Linked DNA regions of Mus musculus: regions 1 and 3 are each linked to region 2. Evidence: chromatin contacts called from public Hi-C and HiChIP or PLAC-seq data. All regions are on one chromosome and are shown on one strand. Each heading gives the region's core, a stretch centred on a gene start, on an enhancer-like site or on the middle of the called end of the contact. The rest is flanking DNA. Distances are from core to core; before and after follow the strand shown.

Region 1 (3,277 bases), core at 396-2,895, 110 kb before region 2:
GTTCTGTTTCCGAGAGCATAGAACTCTAGTTGGCTTTTTGGCAGTTTATCTACCTGCGCCCACGACTTCGTTAGTTCTCCTTCAGAGGTGGGTGAAATAAAAAAAGGGGTTGCTCCTAGGATTTCTACCAAAGGGGCTAAATTTTTGGCGGCCTCACATGGTGGCTCTTCTTGTCTAGAAAAGGAACAAAGGCCGATACACTGCAAAGGCCTCCCTTAGGGCATGCGGGGTTTGGTGTAAGTGGTGAGCTTTGCTCGGTGCTGCTCTCTCCAGGAATCCTGGGGAATCCTGAACAGGGCTCCAGGAACTGGGGCCAAGAGCATGGGAGAGGGGAACCCCATGCACCACCCCCGGGGCCAGCATGGGATCCTCAATTTTGAGGGCAGAAGCCCAGAGATGGAAGGATAGACCAGCTCTACGCCTCCAGTCCCCACTCTCAGAGTGTATATAATAATGAGCGAGGGGGGAGCAGTCTCTCAAACCAAGGGAGTAATAATAGCAAGGGTTTTATTTTTTTTACAAGCCACAGTGGTACTCTATCATCTTTCCAGCTGACAATCTGCCACTCTCTAGACAGGAGAGGAGGCGGCGGGAAGTTTGTAGTGGAAACCCAGAGAGGCCTTTCCAGTATGAAATAAAAAGAAAGGAGACTGGTTTCCAGGGACTGGGCAGCTGAGGGCTAGTGGGATACCCCTCGTCCTCCCAGCCCCCAGGCTAAACTGCAGCTGAAAGCAGGTCTTGGAAGACGCTTCCTTCCCGCCTCCTCTTTATTTCACTTAAGTTACTGGCTCCAGATATTTGAAACGATTTGTTTTCAGCGCTGCCGTGGGCTGCACTGTTAACTCTCACCGCGCCTGGGGCGCCCAGGGCTTTTCCTTCCTAGCGCCCACCCCAGATCTTCAAGAGTGCACACCTCCAGCCGCAGCGCCCTGCGGGTTCCCCTTAATTTGCGGAGGACCAGAAAGTCCCAGCTGGACACGGGGCGAGGGCGAGAGGCAGGGGTCTGCTTTGCTGCAGGCCGGCCTCGGCTCGGCACGGCATCCCCCTGCCCTCGGCGCCGCTGCGCCGCTCCCTTTGGCTCAGAGGACGTCCCCCGCAACCCTCGGGGCCACTGAGGGTCTGGAGAGATGGAGGGGCGCGGGTGAGGAGGGCGAGCCGGCAGTCCGGCCCGAGAAAGGGCGCGGGACCCCGAGCAGCCGCACGGGGAGAGCGGGGAGCGCGGGGAGCGCAGGGGCGCGCGGGGCGGGCGCGGCGCGGGGCTCAGGACGCGCGCGCGCGCCTCGGCCTCGCCCGCGCACACGCGCCTCCCGGAGGAGAAAGAGGCGGGCGGGCGAGCGGGCGGGCGCAGAGCACCGCGCCGGCGGCTGCAGCGGGCCGGGCCGCCGCGAGGGAGGGGCGGAGGGGCGGGCGCAGGCCGGGAGGGGGCGGCGGCGCGGCGAGAGAGCGAGCTCGCGGCTCTCGGCGAGTGTGGCTGCGCGCGAGCCGGCGAGCGGGTGAGTGCGCCGGGCGGGCCCGGGAAGCAGGGGCCGCGGGGGTGCCGGGCACTGAGAGCCGGGGGAGGGTGACTGGCGGGCAGGCGGGCAGGCGGGCGGCGGCGGCTCGGGCGCGGCCGGGATGCACCTTAGCGGGCGCCTCTCGTTGCAGCGCGCGGGCGGCCCGAGGCTCGGCAGCGGCGGCGGCGGACACGGCGGCGGCGGACACAGCGGCGGCGGCGGACACGGCGGCGGCGGCGCTGACACCTCCCACCATGGACAGCTTCGACTTAGCCCTGCTCCAGGAATGGGACCTCGAGTCGCTGTGGTGAGTCCCGGTGCTGGCCGCTGGGGAGCCGCGCTGGCCCCGCCTGCCCTCACCTGGGCCGGGACTCCGGGTGCCCGGCCGCCGTGGGGGTGGGGTGGCTCGGGGACACCCGCCTCGCTGGCCGGCTCCTTCCAGCCTTGGCGGGCTGGATGCTCGGCCGCCTCCCCGTGAATTCGTCGGTCTCCGGTTCCGTTCTCTCCCCTCGGTGCTTGCCTGCGCTAGCTCAGGGGGCCGGGGTCTGGCTGCCACTGGAGGAGCGCAGCGGTGGAGGGGAAGAGAACCGATTTTTAGAACGTGTCACTGATGCCTGAGAGCCCACCCCTCATCTCGCAGCCCCTCTCAGCTCCCTTCCTTCGGATTGTGCTCCCCTCCAGCTCCCGGAGAGCCTCAGGCTCACCACCCCTGTGACCCCCTAGAGTTGGTACCTCTACGAAGTGCCCGGAGAGGATGCTCTCTAGCCTTGCGCCCTGCCTGCTCCCTGCTTGGCGTTTGCATCCTTCCTCTGTCCTACCTCACTCCCACTGGAGATGGAAAAGTGAGCACCCTAGGCAGGAGGCCAGTGTGTCTTGGTGCCCGAATTCCGGAGGCCTTGGCCCAGGGAGACTCATTTCCCGGAGGTTCTCGGTTCCTTTGCACCCTTTCTTCACACATGCCCATGGCTGAACTCCTCACTCTTTTTGTCAAGCTCAAAGCTGGCAGCCTGGAATGCACTTGGGGTTCCAGTTCTCGCTAATCTCGCATTAGGGAGAGCTGCTATAGGTAAATCACAGGTAGATGCAATTTAATTCTAGTTGCGGTTGTCTGAAAAATCCCATTGGCTGCTTCAGCATCCCTCACATTGCCCCCACCCCTTAAATGTTTCCAACCAGCCCTATTCAGGTGGTAAAATTACTGCTTGTATATTCCTGGAGGAACTTGTGTTATGTTTAATATTTACGGGGATGAACATCTGCTGGAACAAGCATATTAACTGCTTTCTGTTCTGCCTCTGGTAATCGCTGATTGTAGAGCTGAGCAGTTCCCTTTTTAATTCAGTAAAGAGTTCACATGTGTCAAAAACTGCAAGTGGTGTGCACATGAATATGCGATGCACAATTTTAAAGCTAAACTGCTTTATGATTTATGACACATACCTCGATGGCATGTGGGCATGTGAATCTCCATAGTGACTTAGGCTCAAAGTGACTTTATTTTCTTAAAGACAGGTGTAACAAAATAAACTAGACACAGAGCTCACGAATTATCGGGCAGTTTCTTATAGAAGATCCGACGGTGACTACAGCTTGCTCTGCATAATGCTAGCACCTATAAAACACACAAGGATGGGCTCCAATGTAATAAAACTTGTATATATTACACTGGCAACTTCAAAGAGCTAGTGTAGAGAGAATATGGAACATGTTATTACTCTATAAAAGTTGCTAATTACTGTGTTGCTGCTCCTGGGGTTATTCCAGTCTTTCATTTACAGATACCT
Region 2 (3,152 bases), core at 213-2,712:
TATATATCATTGACCACTTTGGAGAGGAAAATCGATTTCAAGTGTTAGATAGGACATAGTCTAAGTAAGATATAATGCTAGTAGTCTAAACTCCAACCTTCCACCAACCAGTACAGTCCTTTAGAAAGAATAGACTGTGGCCCAGTGCCCGCTGCTGCCCAGTGCCCTGAGGCTTCTCGAGCAGGGCAGGAAGAAGCTCTGTGAAGCAGAGGCTGAAGGATACGTCTGAGAGCTGAGGGCTGGCAATCAAATCAGGAAACCTAGCGCACCCCTTAGCTTCTTTTCATTTTTCCAATTTCATTAGAGAACAGTTTGCATATTTAAAAAAAAAAGACAAGTGATCCTAGCGGAAGAACATGAAGAATATTTCTATAGTGAAGGTACCTGTGAATCCATCACCCAGATTAAGCGCTGTGTATGACTGCTTGGAGCCGCCCTCCGGAGACCTTCCTGCTGGGGAACACTCCTGGCCAAGTGACTTCTAAAAGCAAAGTTATTTTTGCCCATTTTTGTTCTACTTTGTATGAATAGTTGTTTGGCTTAGTTGTTGTGAGCGTCATCCTCGTTGTATGAAATCAGAGGTTTTTCTTTCTCACGGCGGCAGGGCTTTCCATCAACCCACCCTTATCCATCAGTTTTTACCGTTTCATTAATTTTATTTCTTTGATTTAACTTCACACCAATTTACCTCTGCAGAGGTCAGGTGTCAGTCCTTTTATTGCGTGTGCCATGCAGCCATTTAACACATGGATAAATGAGGCAGCAATAAATTTAGCAAATTTTATGAGTGAGAGAAACACGTAGCACATTTTCATTATTTGAGAGAGGTCGCGTTTGTGGCTGTCCACCGCGACTCTAAATATGGAAGGGGAGAGTGCATTTGGTAGGATGCCAAGACAAATGTAGTTGCAAGATGATGACAGAAATGCGTTGAATTCAGGTTTGGACTTTGCCTTGCACGCTGCTGTCGATTGGGTGATATTTTTAAGGTTGCATTCTCCAGCACAAAAGGTAAATGTGCTTGGGCTGCCTGGGATAAATTTTCTAGTATGTAAATACCCCACATCTGTGCATTTGTTTTGCTGTGGACATAACCAGCAAGAGTTTAGTGATGAAATCTGTTCTTAATTACGAGAGCAGCTGTTAGAGTGGTAGCCATTTCCCCTTCTCCTGATGGGAAGTTGCTTGATTTACTCGATTCTGCCTGCATTTTTCTAGCTTGCTAGTGCAGAAAGGGGCCTTTTTGTGAGAGGTTGCAATTTGTTTTTCTGTCGGAGAGCCAGTGCAAATGGACTAGATCTACACAGCAGGGTAGTTTTATCTATTCTCCTCACACCCTGCAAGCTGTCCTACCTCTGCGCATCACCAGAGACCTATAAAATCACCCAACAAATGAGGGAGCTGTTAAGTGTTCTGGCAAGACACTCAGGCAGCCAGCAGCTCTGTGGGTTAACTAGATCCTTCTGATGGACGGGGGCTTGCTGGGGTGGGCAGAGTGGGATGGAGTAGACGGAACACAGATGGTATTAATGTACGTTTTGTTTTTAGGTTTGTGGATTGATTAATATGCCTCTTTCTGTTCAGTTGTTTTTACAGCCATAGAAGCATAGCATATTTATGGTCATGTAATTTGCCCAAACAAAGCGAAATATATTCAAATAATCCTGCAGGCTGGTTCAAATGCAACCTTAATGGCTAGCCCAGGCTTCCATGAGAGGAGACTATCTATATTTCCTATAGATATTTCATAGCATATAAAATAAAGATCTTACATGAAACTAGAAATGGAATCTGAGCGATGATGGTCTCCTTTTGTATTAACATTTTCTACTCCAGATTGAATTCAAAAGCCTTGGCGATTCCTTTTTTTTCTTTTTTTTTTTTTTTAATGGAGAAATCAATAGACTGTTCTGTTGAAAGTGATTGTTTCTCATATTTCAACTCTGGAGACACGGTGCATTCGCTCGCTCTCTGCCATCTCTGTTCCTACCCTGGCTGCTTCCCGCAGCTTGCTGTTCTGAAATTAAGAGATGCTGCTGATGCTGGTACATAAAACTAAAGAGCAAGAGACCAAGGCAAAGATGCAAAACAAAGCGGCTCCTTGGGAGGGAAACATTCCATACAGCGTTTCATTTTGCAGAAAGAAGAAGCAGCCCTCTTTCTCCCACTTGAAAGCAGTATCTGCTCGGCCTGTAGAAGTGGGTTTATTTCAAACTGAGTGAAGTAAGAGCTAATGTCATTCAGATTAATTTAGATGCTCTCCCAACACTCTGAAGAGGCAAGTTAGTTAGTGCCCTGGAACAGCACAGCCCTCTGAAATCCAAGTCCCTGGGAGCGTTCTTCCCTTTCTTACTTTAAATCCAGACCACTTATTTATCCAAGTTGGTTATTCTCCTAAAAAGCTGGTGTGTGCAAAGAATTCAAGGAAAAGAAACGTTTTCCCACCTGAGCTTCCTGAATGCTCACACACTATGCCTCTGGCACTTTGAAGTCAGAAGGGAGCAGGGGGCAGGGCCTGGGGCTCTGAAGCTGTCTCGTGAGGTGATGAATAACTCCAGGCCTTTGAAGGTCAAGTCTCTGCTTGGTTAGCAGGGGTGTTGTTGAGTATTTGATGCTGTTCCAGGACATATTTATAATAATAATAGTGATCATAATAACAGACATTAATAATTCCCCTGTGATCGGCAAGTGAATCATATCATCGTACTGGAAGGGAGAAGCAGAGATGATCAAGATATATATATATGGGAATCATCTTTCATATAAATAATTGAAAAGCCACAAACCATCCAGCGGCGAATGAGACAGACAAGACAGATGTATACAGTAGGCTGCAGCCTGCCTTGTCTCTGCCATTGGGGTGGTGATGGTTTAGGGTTGGATGAAGCTGACCCCTTCACAGAGAACCAAATGGCCACGCACTCACACTTGAGATTGAGCGGAACTTAGAGTCCACTGGCTACATTGCTAACTTCTTAGGACTGAAGTTTGATCAGCCACTCACATAAAGATAATCCTTCGAAGGTGAGACTCTCCTGTATGTTAAGCTGTTTGTGGGTTTCCCTTGCATGCTTGTGTATGAGTATCACACATTATACAAAGATTATGCCCTGTACTTCAGGAAATGACGGTCTCCTCTGTTTAACTCAAAA
Region 3 (3,267 bases), core at 685-3,184, 93 kb after region 2:
CCTATGCAGATAGTTCAATGAGGTGAAAAGATGTGTCTGTGTGGGATTTTTCGAGGAAAATAATGCAAACATTTAAAAGTAGAAAGTAGCTTCTTCCCCCCCCCCCCCCCACACACTTTGATGGGATTTGCTCTGTCTCCCAGGACTTCAGACCTCTTCCCTCGGGAGACCCTTCTGCATCAGATGCGCCAATATCCAGGACTACAGGCACATACCTGAGCCCAACGGGTTTTGTTTATTTCTAGTTGCCATCCTAAAGTCAGGTGGCGATGGTTCACTGGCGCCCTTTGTCAGCAACAGCTTAGTTTGCATGTGTGTATTTTTCCATACTGCTAGCATTACCTGAATGTGCTATCTCCAGAACACTTTGAGAACTGTTAACAGAGCTAAAACATGCCTGTATATGATCCGATACCCAAGGAAGCAGAAGCTCATGGTATCGATAAGTGGGCTCCTTATAGTGGTGACTGGAATGTCAAGATACACCAGTGGTCTCAGGGATGGCATCAATGTTATGGGAGTAACCAACTACTTTCTAGTTGGACTTAAGGCACAGTGTACATGAAAACGCAGACCTGGAACCTACTGGCAGTGTTTGTCTAAATAGACATAGTAAGTCTGTGTCTGTGGACCCATATAGGTCCATAATGATGGAATATGCTCAATGTACAATATGATTTACAGAAAGAGGCCTCATGGAATGCAGTATATATAAAAAATACATACAACGCTAAAGGGTTATAAATCACTACTAAATATTAACCCAGTTGCAAAAATCAGTCTGAACTTCTAGGTTTATGACTGACTACAGAGGAAGAATGGGGCTTTGTTTTCAATTTTTAAAATAGATTTTCTTATACAATATATCCTGATTACTATTTCCCCTCCCCCAGCCTTTTTTACGTCTCTACCACCCAAATCCACAACTTTTCTTCTCTCTCATAATAATAACAATAACAACAATAACAAAATAGGTATTGTCTTTTTATTTAGTGGCAGATGGATATTCCTTTCTGTAAATATACATTTATATATATCCATTCATTGATGGGCATCTAAGCCATATCCAATGTCTGGCAGCTATGAATAGAGGAGTTGAACATGGTTGAGCCGGTGCCTCTGTGATAGGATGAAGAATCCTTGGGCCCAAGAGTAGCTGAATCTTGAGAGGAATCTTTCATGTTCCTGAGAAACCACCACACTGCATTCCACAATGGTTATCCAAGCCTACGTGCTCCTCAGCAGTGGAGGAGTGCTCCCTTGTCCCACATCCTCACCAGCAGGAACTGTCACTTGTTTTATTGATCTTGGCCATTCTGACTGTCATGAGATGAAATCTCAAAGTCGTTTTTGATCTACATTCCCTTGATGAGTAAGGCCGTTGAACAATTCTTTTAAGTGCTTCTGAGCCATGTGTGATTCCTCTTTTGAGAACTCTGTTTCTGATCTAGTTTTCTGCAGTAATATCGGGAGGTGTTCCCACCATTGGCCGTTAGCTTTCTGAACTCTGTAACTCTTGGTGTGTCCTCTGTCTCTGGGAGTTTTCTTTGACCACTACTCAGTTCTTTGAAGTTAAACGAAAAGCCGTTCTTCCTGATTTCTTTCTTGTCAGGGAGCTAGCTCTAACCTGAGATACTCAGTGTTTTTAACCTTGAAAAGGCTTTTAGACTTTTATTGACCTTGAAAAACACAAATCTGTTTTCACCACCATCTGAACACTGATCACTGACATGTATAATTATGGTTGAAGGCATAGATGTGGTCCGTGAATTGTGTTTACACAGTTGGCCCTGCCCCCTGCCATACACATGACCTTGAGGAAGACGCTCATGTACAAAGTGTGTGTAATAACAGGGCATGCTTTAGGAAAGTGATTACTGATGGATGCAAAGCCGTTAGCACTGTGCCTGCAAAATTAGCCTCTCTACTGGGATTAGCAGCTACAACTGAAGCTGTAATCAGTCTCCTACGTCAGAGGTCCAACAAGACACACTCAACTGTCCTATCTGCCACCTGCACTGCCTGTCTTCTGGAACAGCTGACTCCCTCTCCCATACCACATCATCCCCTACTTGAGAAAAGGTGGAACTGTTATTGTATTCAAGTATAATTCAAAAAAGCATAAACACCAGGGAATTCAATGTAGGAGGGGAGTGCTCAAATGGAAAGCAAGCATGCTTTAGGAACCATTAGGTTGAAGTAGGAACTACAAGCCGGGGAATTTTTTTTTAACCTGCTGTAGGGCCATATGGTTGCAGAATGTGTTGATGCTGCTTCTAAGATCCTTGAGTATTTTAAACTTGACATGTTATTTTTTTAATGATTTCAAACATCATTTCTCTCAGAGCCTTTCCCTGCATTGTGGTAATACCAAGCAGATGGCCCGGCAGCGTTTACATTAGCATTTTCCAATACTGCCATGTTATTTGCAATATTTCTTTTCAGAAACCTATGATTTGTTCTCTACCTTTTCAGAATGGCTGCGACGGAATCATGAACAGGGTCTTGGGACTCCTAGGAGCAGGGGCTGCGTACTGTGGAGCGTTCCGGGTTTTATGGAGTTTTGTTTTGGGCTTTGTGCCTATTGTCATGGGTGGGAGCTCTCATTTTACTGCTTCCATGAGGGAACCGTCCTCCTCTGTCTTTCTGACAAGAGACACATCAGTGCTGAGAGGAACCGTGGCTGTCCCTGCACTCTGCACCTTCTTACATTTGTACAGGCACATTTTCTAGAGTAGCCATGTTTACTTATTTATTGCCTGGCCACTGCACAGAGCGTCTGTTCCGTGAAAGGTAGACCCTGGTTTGTTCAACCCTGAAGCTCCTCCACCAGCCAACACAGCACCGGTGCAGTGTGAGTCCTTGGGCACAGGAATTAGAAATAATAGCCAGATCTCTAGGAACTAGGGTTTTACAAGCCAGCTAGTTCTCTGATCATAGCTACTTTCTCCCCTTTTTTGACTTTTATCTCATTCTGGTATGTTTTTAAGGGGACTTTGCTGCCAGCTTTCTTCCAATTGTCTTACTTCTGTAGTGCTGTTTTGTCTTATTTTGGTGGTGGTTCTTAAAAAAAAAAAAAAAAAAGCCAACAGTGTATTATTAAATCGTCAGCCTCTTGGGGCACCTTTTTCCTCATTGTGGGCACAGTGGATTAGTGCCAACATAAAGGCATTTTCTTGCTTAACAGATTGGGAGCAGGAAGCGGGACCGGCTGTATTGATCAGCACTGACTCCTTTTAAAGGCCCGTCCTAATGAAACTCAGCCCA

Evidence for each region. Hi-C and Micro-C count contacts between places; a contact is called where the count stands out from the background. HiChIP or PLAC-seq counts read pairs in DNA pulled down with a chosen protein or histone mark.
Region 1: a contact with region 2 is called in an H3K4me3 HiChIP or PLAC-seq map of embryonic limb bud, with 3 times the contacts expected there. The contact joins the promoter of Aff3 here to the enhancer-like site in region 2. A contact is called at or near these places in 1 of 484 Hi-C or Micro-C datasets (uterus), 4 of 115 datasets of contacts at active chromatin or transcription factors (craniofacial prominence, embryonic limb bud, embryonic stem cells and 1 more) and 2 of 9 other capture datasets (adipose tissue and liver).
Region 3: a Hi-C map of forebrain shows a contact between it and region 2, with 2.1 times the contacts expected there. The contact joins two enhancer-like sites. A contact is called at or near these places in 1 of 15 datasets of contacts at CTCF or cohesin (the NIH/3T3 cell line) and 4 of 484 Hi-C or Micro-C datasets (the 3T3-L1 cell line, the C10 cell line, forebrain and 1 more).

What each region holds. Positions count from the first base shown.
Region 1 is chr1:38,625,612-38,628,888 of GRCm38.p6, reverse strand. Aff3 (AF4/FMR2 family, member 3) reads left to right here and starts at 1,645. Exons shown (of 22, transcript NM_001290814.1): 1 at 1,645-1,800. The coding sequence starts at 1,748.
Region 2 is chr1:38,510,636-38,513,787 of GRCm38.p6, reverse strand. All of the region lies in intron 4 of Aff3 (AF4/FMR2 family, member 3), which reads left to right. Among named protein-coding and RNA genes, the nearest start is that of Aff3, 120 kb to the left of the region's middle. Within about 2 kb of position 1,462, at least 40 of the 459 cell types and tissues checked have an H3K27ac peak or open chromatin away from gene starts, as enhancers often do. A contact at or near this core is called in craniofacial prominence, embryonic limb bud and forebrain, where this site is marked.
Region 3 is chr1:38,417,503-38,420,769 of GRCm38.p6, reverse strand. All of the region lies in intron 4 of Aff3 (AF4/FMR2 family, member 3), which reads left to right. Among named protein-coding and RNA genes, the nearest start is that of Gm16150, 200 kb to the right of the region's middle. Within about 2 kb of position 1,934, at least 18 of the 459 cell types and tissues checked have an H3K27ac peak or open chromatin away from gene starts, as enhancers often do. A contact at or near this core is called in forebrain, where this site is marked.